2 separate regions of the Triticum aestivum genome follow, and region 1 is linked to region 2. The links are chromatin contacts, called in public Hi-C maps. All regions are on one chromosome and are shown on one strand. The core of a region is the stretch at or near the end of the contact, and the rest is flanking DNA. Distances in the headings are between cores, read along the strand shown.

Region 1 (5,332 bases), core at 2,130-4,629, 530 kb after region 2:
TGCCCAACAATACCAAATGCTAGTGGGTATATATTGTTGTTGCCATCTCTACCAGTGGCAGCAAGTAGTTGAGCACCAGTAGTTAACTTAATGAAGCACCCATCAACACCTGAATGAGCAAGCAAATTCAATATTTAAAACATTCAAATGCATTTCAAGATGAAACAATATGTAACTAATGCACAAGGTGAACAAACTAACCAATAAATGGTCTGCACCCCTTGAGAAACCCCTCCCTTGCTCCATTGATGCAATAGAACATAGCATGGAATCTTGGACCTAGATGGGGGATTTTTTCAGTGGGTGTTGGAGTTACAGTAGTGACTACTACTCTACTCCCAGGGTTTGTATCCATCACTGTCTGAGCATAGTCTTCCAACCTAGGGTATTGCTTCTTGTGGTCTCCTAGCACAGCATCAATAGCTATGTTCTTTGCTCTATATGCCATTGACTTGGGCACATCCACACCATACTTCTCCATGCAAGCATCAATCAAAGTCTGAATGCCAGTTGTTAGATCAGATCTGAACAGTGACTCATACTTCTGTGCAAGCCACTTGGCACTTACCCTTGTTGTCTTTGTACTAGTAGGGCAAGTATGCTTAATTCTCATCTTCTTAATTACAAAAGTAGTTTCACCTTTTATAACTGCTGCCACCATAAAGAAGTTGCAATTTTTTTGGTTGCATTCTACAATTATTCTTTGATCTGAGTTCCTATGATATCTGAAGTTTCTTTCTTGAGTGATGTGTAGGTTCAACAAAGCCTCTCCGAATTGATGTTGATCCAAGAAACACATGTGTAGACATAATTGCTCATGTGGTGCATCCATTTTCTCATTGTACCATTTTCTAGGAGGCCTCTGCTTTGCCCTGCTTTTCCTTTTCTTTGGCAGCACAAATGACAATGGCTCAAAACCATCATCATCAGCCTCCTTCAACAATCCTTTCTCTTCTTCATCAGATGAAGGTTTGAAATCAGGTTCCTCCTCTGGTACTACATTTGAATATGACCTTGTTGTAGGCCCTCTCCTAATTGGAAGCTTCTATTTCTTCTTCTTCTTCTCTTCATGTACAATTACAGTTTCTTCATCCTGTGAAACAACTTTGTCATCTTCATCCATTTGAAAAGGTTCCTCAACCTCTGTGTCACCCTCATAATGCACAACTTCTTCCTCCTCAGATTCTTCATCATCTGTTTCTTCCTCTTCCATTTCATCATACTCTTTCTGTTTCTTTCCCTCAGCCATCTCTATGTCATCAGCATCACCCATATAAAAAGGTGGTACATCAATGTCCTCTTCACCTTCACAATCAGAACCACCACTGCCAACATATCCCTCTTCTTCTTCTTCTATTTCCATAACAGCTTTCAGTTTTCCTTTTACATTCTTGCTCTCTTGTGTGCAAACACCAGTACCATGAGCTACACTGCAGCTGCTAGTCTGACTTTCAAATGCAACTCCTTCTTCATTAACAGCATAGATGGGTGGCTCACTGAGATCATATAACACAGGCTCTTCATACACAATAGTGGATAATTCTTGCCTCTCAAACTGGCTGCAAGGAGGTGGACATGCCCTCACTAGCAAATTTAAGACCTTAGACTCCTCAACCTGCTTCTTTACTAATTGCAACTCAGCATTACACTCTACCATCTCCAATCCTTTCTCCCCTAATTGTGGATTCTCAATGTGAAACAGCAGATCATATTCACTAAATCCTTGGGTTTCCATCACTGCAATCATATTCAGATATGTTACATCTGAACTGCAGAGCTTCAGCTCAAACATTTCTGAAGCATCAAAATAGAACCTAACATCCAAAATGTCATCATACAAACTGCAAAATGAAATAACAGAAAAAATGGTTAATAAACAATTTTACTTAACAGATAGGCTAACATATAAACAAAGCTTTGTTTAAGTTAACATATAATTTGGACTCTGCTCTAGTTAGGAATTTTTTAAGTTAACATATAAACAAAGCTTTGTTTAAGTTAACTAATGGTGCTCTGCTCTAGTTAGGAATGATTTAATCCACTATGCTTCTCTGCTCTGCTCTGCTCTAACTAGGTAACACCTAATGCTGCTCTGACAATTTGGACTAAGAAATAACAATGTAATCCACTAATGCTGCTCTGCTCTGCTCTAGTTAGGACTCATGTAATCCACTATACTTCTCTGCTCTACTTAGGAACTAGCAATTAGAGTGCTAAACATGCAGACAGTAAACCAGGCAGTAAACCCTAACCCTAATCCCCAATTTCAGTTTGCAAAGATGGAACAATGGAACACTTACAGAACACCACCGATGCCATGAGTCCACTGATGGGCGGTGCTAGGGTTGGCCACCCAAATTCGCGCCATCTTCAGCCTCTGCTCCATCGACAACGCCGGCTCCGCAAAATCTTCGTCCTCGCTACTGTACTCCGAGCTGGAGTAGCAGCCACTCCCATCGAGGCCTAAGCGGGGGAGGTCGCCGCCGCTCGCATCGCCCCGGCCATCGGCGCCTGCCGGAGTAGCCGAGGCCATCGTCGCCTAGGGCACAGCAGCCGCGGGGGAGAGGAGGGCGCGAGGACGAGCAGCCGTGGGGGAGGTGACAGCGCCTAAGCAGTTCGATCCATGACTACGGTGGCGTGGTGTGGCGGGCGGCGGGGCGGGCGGGGAGGCAGCCGCCGGCGAGGAGGAGAAGGAAGAGGGCAGAGCGGGGTCGGGGTCTGGCTCGGTCGCACCAGCGAGACCTAAACGGTGCGAGCCGGCCTCGTCCCAGTCAGCGCCCAGTCAGCGCGCGGGCACGCGCGCACTGGCCAGCGTGTCGCCTGACGGGCAGGCCCAACCGGTCAGCTTTTCTGTCAATACGTATAAAACACACTTTTAGTCTTTTTTGCAACGGCTCGCCTCAATCTTGGTACTGACATGTAAAAATTACCAATCTTGGTACCAATCTGCTTCCAATGCCTCAATTGTGGCACTTCTGTGCAATTTACTCTAGTTTTAGCGTGGAAGCTACTTCGAATTTTCTTGCGTCTCTCCCGTCTTTGCTACAGAATTAATCGCGGGATCTTTTCACGTCGTGACATCACGGCGGTGATGGGGAGAGACCGAGAGAGACAGCCAGCCAGCCAGACGGGTGGCGGCGCGGCGGTGGCCGGATCCGCGGAGCGCGTAGATCGCCGGGTCCCTGTCCGCTCGCGTCACATGGCCGGGACGGGAGCGAGGAAAGGACGCATGCATGCAATAATCGACGTGCAGAATAACCCGGCGCGTGGTGTGGCCCCTGCCCCGACGCGCCGTCTCGTGGGGTCGACGTGGCCCGCAGCAGCTCTCCCCGGGCCCGCGTCCCGGACCAGAGAGGAAGGAGCGGACGCGGCTCGCTGGGCGGTGGCCGTGCCCGACAGCCCGTGGCACAGCTAGCTCGCACGCACGCACGCACGGTGCGACACGGCAGCGTGCTCTCTGCGCCACTGCGTCCCTCGACCTCGAGGATGTCGCGCGCCGCATCGGGCGGGCCGGTACTCTGCAAGTCTGCATGCACGCGGGGACGGGACGGGAGGCCACCCACCTCCGGCCGGCGCACGTTGCCGCTGCAGTTTCCGTGGTTGGTGGTAATGGAGATCTGACTGAAAACGGACCGGATCTGCGCTGTCCGGTCTGAACGGGCCGGCCCATCCGGGGGCCGAGGCGGAAGGTGATACTTGCGTGGGCCTCACCTGCCCAGGCGTTGAACGGGCTGGGCTGGATATATGGAAACTTCCAGCTCTGTTCGAGTTCAACAGGAACACGATTGGCATTTTCTATTTGGCGCTGCAGGCGTTCGAGAGCTCCCGTTCGACGCCTGCGTGCGTCAAACAGACGAGCTTTCGCGCAGGGGACTTTCTTAATGGGCCAGCCCACTGATCGCGTTACGCACAGTCGCTACTAAAAATCCCACAAAAAGATCCATCGAGGAATCGAACTCGAGACCCCACTCTCGTAAGCAACTGTTCTTTGCCACTCACGCCACTGAGTTTAAGTGATTACTTGGCCGCGTGAACATTTAAGAAGTAATGTAGGGCTAGATAAAAAAAATCGAAATTTCGACCATTGAACATTTTTAAATGTAATTTGAACATATTTGTAATGTATAGTGAACAAATTTTAAATACACATTAATTTTTTTGTGAAATATGCTGAACAATATTAAATACACATTGAACATTTTATGTGATATACGCAGAACAAATTTTAAATATACATTGAACATTTTTGTAATGTACACTGAACAACTTTTAACTACACATTGAACATTTTTGTGATAAACATTGAACAATATTTCAATACACGTTGAATATTTTTATGATATAAGCTGAACAATTTTGAAATGTGAACAGTTTTTTAAAACATGAATAAAATTTGAAAACCGTGAACAATTTTCAAAATCATGAACAAAACTTGGCGTTTCAAAAACATTTTCTTGAAAACAAAGTACACAAATAAAAACGAAAAAGGATATAACGAAAGAAAATTACAAAACAATAGAAATAGAAATAGAAAACAAAATGGAAAGGAAAACAAGTAAAAAAGAAAATAGGGAAAGCCGGAAACTCGCTAAAAGAAAAAAAACAGAAAAAAGACTGGTTGAGGGAACACTAGTGGGCCGGCCCGTTTCGCGGTGGTGGCTTAGGCTCTTCAGCGAAAGCACACCAGTTTGACGCACGCGCGCATCAAATAGGGATTGCCCAGGCGCCCGTTACAGTGCAATTTGCTAACGGGCGCCTACAGCAGTCCAAGATGGGCCGGCCCATTCTATCTTTCTCCTTCTTGTGTTTCGAAAACGTTAAGAAAAGTGCTGGCACGGGGGTTCGAACACGCAACCCATTCGTTGGGAGCGCTCAATTCTAGCCACCATGCCATCCACTCACTGGTGTATGGTTAGTTTGTTTTCTTCTTTTTATTCGTTCTTCACTTTGGTTTATTCCTTTTTCTTTTTTTTCTCAACTTTTTTGTTTTTTTATTGTGCGCTTTTTTAAAATCAGTGAACTTTTTCTTTAAATTCGTGAACTTTTTTGCAAATCAATGTACTTTTTCCGAATCTTTTTTTTTAACCGACGATTTTTTGAAATTTGACGAGCTTTTTTCAAATTTAGTGAACTTTTTCAATTTAGATGAACTTTTTTGAAATTCGATGAACTTTTTTCAAATTTGATGAACTTTCTTTGAAATTCAATGAACATTTTTGTAAAGTTATATGAACTTTTTCCAAATTTGATGAACTTTTTTCGGAATCTATGAACTTTTTTTGAAACCCATGAACTTTTTAAAAATTTGATGAACTTTTGAAAATCGATGAAC
Region 2 (5,805 bases), core at 2,997-5,496:
CCTCCGTATCGACGATCCTAACTTTTTGAAATCCATGAGCATGTAGAAGCAGCGGTTGGGAAGTCGTCGATGCAGACTAGGAGACGCTAACAGTTGCGATCTGCAAAGCAAATCGACACCCCGAAGAAAAGGATGTCAATAAAGGCTTGTACAAACTCCGAGTATCATGAAAGCCAGCCAAATCCAGATAGGTCCACCGGGTACCTAAACCGTCCGGATCCCGAAAGACACGTCAAAGATAGAATCCACACGCCATCCACCAGCGAAAAAACACACCAATGAAACGGGGTATAGGGTGTAGAGAATATTATTCCTACCCTAGGGCAACGCCGTCACTTCACTGCCCTAAACCAAAAACAAAGATTCTCTAAAGAAGACCTGAAACAAAACACCCATGCCGTTGTACGATAGCTCCAGGTCTGATGTTGAACTCGCCACGATGAGAACTATGCACCGAAGCCCTCTTCTATGATGATCCGACTAGGTTGGGCCATCGATTAAGACCTCCACGCTGGATTCCTCCGGCTGATGCCTGCTTCACCAATGCCGATGTCGTGCACCGCCTGACAAAGGCTGACGATAGCACCCATCTCATTTGCCGTTCCACAACAACCCTCCAAGGCCCCCGATCCAGACCTTCTCGCCCCCGTCGACGTTGCACCGGGCTTTGCTCACCGACGAGCAGGGCAGATGAACGGGTTGCAGCTAGGGTTACTTCTTCGCCCATGTCCCAGGGAAAAAACACTATGAGAAACAAGGAACTGGATTTTCTTCTGGTTTACTAACCAATCGGTAGCTCCATCGGTTTCCTTTTATTCATGATCTTATGTTATTGTTTGTTACGAGAGCCAATAAGCTATATAGAGTGGTTGCTCTACAATTTTCAGATATACTACAACACATACTGCGTTTTTTTCCAGCGAGAAGTCATTACAGATTGTATAAGCCAAGCGTAACAAATGTGAATAGTAGCAGAGAAACGCTATGAAAATGCTGGAGGAGTGCCAGATCGTTGCACCAGCAAACCTCTGAAATGGAGAAGTGGTAACAATTGTTGCACAAGGCACATCGGTTTTGATATATGCATTGCACACGATCTAGTAGGACAAATCAGCTTGGATATGCCAGTTTGGATTGTCAAGTGACAGGTGAGGAAGCAAACAAGAGTAGGGGCTCTGCAGAATTCTCAAAAACACATGAATAGGGAAAAAAGTAGGATTCGAGTGCCATATCATCTTGAATCCTATCCTATGAAATTACAAAACTATTCCCTCCGTCCCATAATATAAGACGTTTTTTGACACTACACTAGAGTCAAAAACCGTCTTACATTATGGGATGGAGGGAGTACATGAATTCAGATGAACGTTTGATAGCACGAGAAAAGCAAAGGAAATTCCACAAGTGGTTTGAGTAGATGGAAATTTTCCTCCACGATAAGAGTGCAAAAGAATCCCAAGTAAAAAGTTGATTGGATTTCAATCCAGCAAATCAAATAACGACCAACATAGGGAAAACTCCAAGGATCCAAATCCTCCACAAATTCTGTTAAATGCCTTTGAATCAAAGGAGCCGTGGCAAATTTCATCCATGAAATCACTTTGCACCAGCAGCGCGACCAAAACTGTCTGGTTTTTTGACAATCAATGGTGTTGTCTAGTATTGGGCCTCAAGAGAGAAAAAAAATGTTGCCTAGTATTGGAGTTCATGGACCAAATCTGAACTTCACATATATTTGAACAGCAAAAGATGAACATATAAGAAAAGTCACTGAGATCAAGTGTTGCAGAAGCAAATTGCAGAGATCCTCCAGGAAATGGAGTAGGTGGTAGCAACAAAGAGTTGCACGAGTCCCAATGGTTTTGATTTGCATTGCACACTCTCACAGTACTACAACAGAACACGTGACAAATGACCAGCGTACGGAAGCTACTACTGATCTACTACGCAGAACAAGGTATCACCAACCAATGAAAGAGTTACTAGTTTGTACATTCACTGTCAGTAGGTTGTACTAATAAAACCTCAATCTTTGGCTCACAGAAGAGCGACACAGGGATTTGGCATCCGCGCCTCAATCTTTGGATCCGCTGGTTGAGGGGCCTTTCTTTCCTCCATACTTCTGCATTGGAAATTGCAAGCGAAGAATGTAAGCCAAAATATCGTAAATTCGCTAACTTTTGAAGTGCAGATCCTAGGGAGAATATTCTGGTATGATGTTAAAAAGCTTGCTAATCCATGGTGGACGTGGACCAATAATGACATGCTAGCTCCTGAGCTCCTAAACAGATATAGTTTACTCCAGACCAAAGTAGGAAAGTTCAATCAGGAAGCATTCACAGGGTTCAATTCTGATTGCCTCACGGGCTCATGGCACCAAGTAGTACAAGTGACATGCAACTGTGCATCAACGATCAATCGGCATTAAACCTGTAATGACTAATGGGGCATGGAAAGAATTTTGCACTGATTTTGCAGAGATCTTGCAGAAAGCACGATCTACTTAAGTTTAAAGCAGCTGAAAAAACTAAGTAACTTCCAACCAGCAGCAAATTCTCACCTGCTTCCCCATGCTGAATGGGACATACTTGTATTTGACCATATGTAAAATCTGGCGCTTCATTGTCAGGACAAAGAGCACAATCCAATAGCAGAGTAGTATTGGCCAGAAGACAGGAACATCAAATACGGAGAAGAATGTCATGACAAAAGCAACACAGAAGGCTTTTGTGATGGCATACCTGAGAATAGCAGCAGTAGGTTAGTGTGGGTTTTCTACATTTGCACTGCGCACAACATTACAGACAAACAAAGGCCAAGAACCCATAGGCACCGGAAAACAAAATCTTTTCAAACTAGTGCCTACTCCATGCCATCTGATCTACTCCCTCCGTCCCAAAATTCTTGTCTTAAATTTGTTTAGATATGGATGTATCTAATACTAAAACGTGACTTGATACATCTGTATTTAGACAAATCTAAGACAAGAATTTTAGGACGGAGGGAGTACAATTCACTACACAATAGTTGTTCCATAGAAAAATGTTACCATATAACAGCAGACTAAATACCACTAAAAGAACACCACAATGACTTGAAAAGCAATGCGGCAGAGGCAGTTAACATATACTACTTGCAAACTGGAAAGATATTGATTGTAGAATCCCATCTGAACTTCTGAACCATGCATACAACACCGAGACTACCACCGACAGAACACCAAATGGCTTAACAAGGAGTTCTTCTACAAAATGGAAAGCTAACAGCTCTTCATAGGGAAGTAAGAGCAGTTAGCAAGATGGAATGGCCTAGAAAAATGCAGCATATCCTTTCCAGAATACGCAACCTCTTAAAGTCGGAGCACTACAAAACTCCAATTGCACACAAATGCAAGAGTTCACCTAGAGAATCCCAGACTATGCAATCCTAAGCAATTGCACTAGAAAACTTTGTCAGCAAGTGGCTCCGACTATGAAAGGAAAACCCTCAAGCAGGTCAACAAAATGGGTGTATCACATCTAACGTAGGAGCTGGCAAGGCACATGAATTAGCAAGGCTGTATAAATGTTCCAGCTATCCACCCATTTACAAATGGGTTGTTGGTGAGCCCACTTGCTGGCAGGCGAATCTTGCGAAACTGCCGGAAAAAAAAAAGCGAGCTGTTCGATCAAATCTGGGTCTCGAGAAGGGTATTGCATCTGATCTCGAATTTAGCATCAATTTCACGCAATCAAATCAAAGGGGACTGGAGACGAGAAGAGATGGATATACCAGAACTTGAACTCGGGGAGGCGGCGGATGAAGGGCTTGAACTCGTCGTTGCCGCGGGTGGGGAGCGCGGGGCCGGCCTGGTCGAGCGCCTCCAGCTCCGGGTCGACCATGGGGGAGAGGAAGCCGATGAGGAGGTTGAGGAGGTAGATGCCGAGGCCGTAGGAGACGACGTAGAAGCCCTGGACGTAGTAGACCCGCAGCGCGTAGACGGCGGCGGCCAGCAGCGTGCCCGCCCACCGCCCCGCCGTGTGCGGCGCCGCCCGGTCCAGGTAGTGCTGGAACGCCCGCGCCGCCTCCGCGCGGTACCGCTCCGCCGCCGAGGACGCGCCCCCGCCGCCGCCGACGGGCTCCATGGTCGTCGCTCGCCGCTCGGGTTGGGGATTTCTGGGGGATGGGAGCGAGCCGGTCGGTGGGGTGGGGAGGTGGGCTGATGGCTAGGTTCCGTGCGTGGGTGTGCGAGGAGGACCGGTCAAGCGGTGCGCGAGCGGAGCCTTCACATGGTGTAAAGCGAAACGCGGGTTCGGCTCGGGCACACTCACACGCATCCGTCCACCTGCTGCCCTCCCACGGGGGAATCTCCGTGGAATTTCTGGGAAGATTCCCGTGTTCCATCTAAAACAATGGGAAATTTGAACCAAATTTCAGCTTGGATCTAGGTCAAATCTGTTTGAATTTAACCAAATTCATACAAAATATGGTAACATCTACGGCATACATATATGTGATGTTTATACATTTTGCATACGGGAGAAGGAAGCAAAAACACTTGTCAGCCGGGCCTATATAAACTTATCTAGCAAAGACTGTCGTATCATACTCCTACTTGACTACGATGCTAGAAATCAAAAATCATGTCCTCGTCTCCATCCTCTTCGTCGAGCAGCGGGCTGTCTTCATCCAGCTTCTCGCACTCGAACAGGTACGGCGGCGCGCTGTCCTCGGCCTTCTCCTTGCCGTCGCCCATCTCTATGATGCGGGCCATCTTGTCGCCGATGCAGGACCTGACCGCCCCTTCCGAGATGTCTTGACCGGAGCCCAGCCCGAGGAGCGCGGCGCATTCATCTCGGAACTCTCGGTCATTGGACGACGAGATCAGGCCAGCGATCGACTGAGCGAGGTCGGGGACGTATTCAAGAATCTGGAAATGGCATGAACAGCGTGTTACCGCAATGCTTGTTGTCAGTTCAGGCAGCAAGGTGCAGCAAACGGTAGTGGTTAGTGAACAGTACTTGGAAGAATACCTACTAAGCAAGAGTAGCCAAGGACATGCTTGGAAGTTGTCGAACGTGGTTCTATTTTACAGAGCTCATTATCAACATGAACCAGACTGGTGTTTACGCTTATTTTCATGGAAAGGGAAGTCAATTCACAATAAAGTTAGGAACAATACCGTTCTACCTACAAGGCCCGCTTAATACTATTCTTTTGCGTGGAAAATTGCACCGCTGAGGTTATGTGGTGCTGTAGCAGTGGAGCTGAACAATTGCAATGAAGCATGTTGGAGAAGCAGAGCTTATGGTGCTGCATATTTTCCAGACCATGTAATATTTGAATATATAATGCTTACTAAGGTTTTTTTTTTGTTTCTGTTAAAAACTGTAACCATAAGATCAGTTTGCTCCTCTGAAAGACTACGAGGTTGGTTTGCATTGTTATTTGCACAGGTTTAAGACAATTTGCACCTTAGATATCTGATGACAGTATAGCATGTTTAGACAATTTGCACCTTAGACAATGCTCTCTTCCAACTAACAATAATATTTCTTCAGTTGAAAAATTATAACAGACTGAAGGTACATGAGAAATGAAAGTCTTCACAATTATGTTAGTTAGCAGAAAACATGTAACACATACCTTCTTTCCATGACAACTGATAAACTCTCCTGCATGATCTGCTTTCAGGTTATGCAATGCAAGCTTAAGTGCCTTCCTCACAACATATTTATCTGGTTCAGATCTCTGCCATTCTTGTACTGTAGCTAAAGCAAGTCAAGGATAACTAGATAAAAACAATTGGGGAAAACCCATGTTGAA

What was found. Hi-C and Micro-C count contacts between places; a contact is called where the count stands out from the background.
Region 1: a contact with region 2 is called in a Hi-C map of leaf, with 3 times the contacts expected there. The contact joins the enhancer-like site here to the promoter of LOC123156565 in region 2. A contact is called at or near these places in 2 of 5 Hi-C or Micro-C datasets (both in leaf).

The regions. Positions count from the first base shown.
Region 1 is chr7B:558,808,387-558,813,718 of IWGSC CS RefSeq v2.1, forward strand. No RefSeq gene overlaps it. Among protein-coding and RNA genes, the nearest start is that of LOC123157288, 4.3 kb to the right of the region's middle. Within about 2 kb of position 3,380, at least 7 of the 8 cell types and tissues checked have an H3K27ac peak or open chromatin away from gene starts, as enhancers often do. A contact at or near this core is called in leaf, where this site is marked.
Region 2 is chr7B:558,281,002-558,286,806 of IWGSC CS RefSeq v2.1, forward strand. LOC123156565 (protein RER1A) reads right to left here and starts at 4,247. Exons shown (of 3, transcript XM_044574724.1): 1 at 3,772-4,247; 2 at 2,561-2,741; 3 at 1,843-2,122. The coding sequence starts at 4,124. The coding sequence ends at 2,075. It overlaps LOC123156564 (type 2 DNA topoisomerase 6 subunit B-like), which reads right to left. Exons shown (of 12, transcript XM_044574723.1): 11 at 5,626-5,746; 12 at 4,400-4,909. The coding sequence ends at 4,607.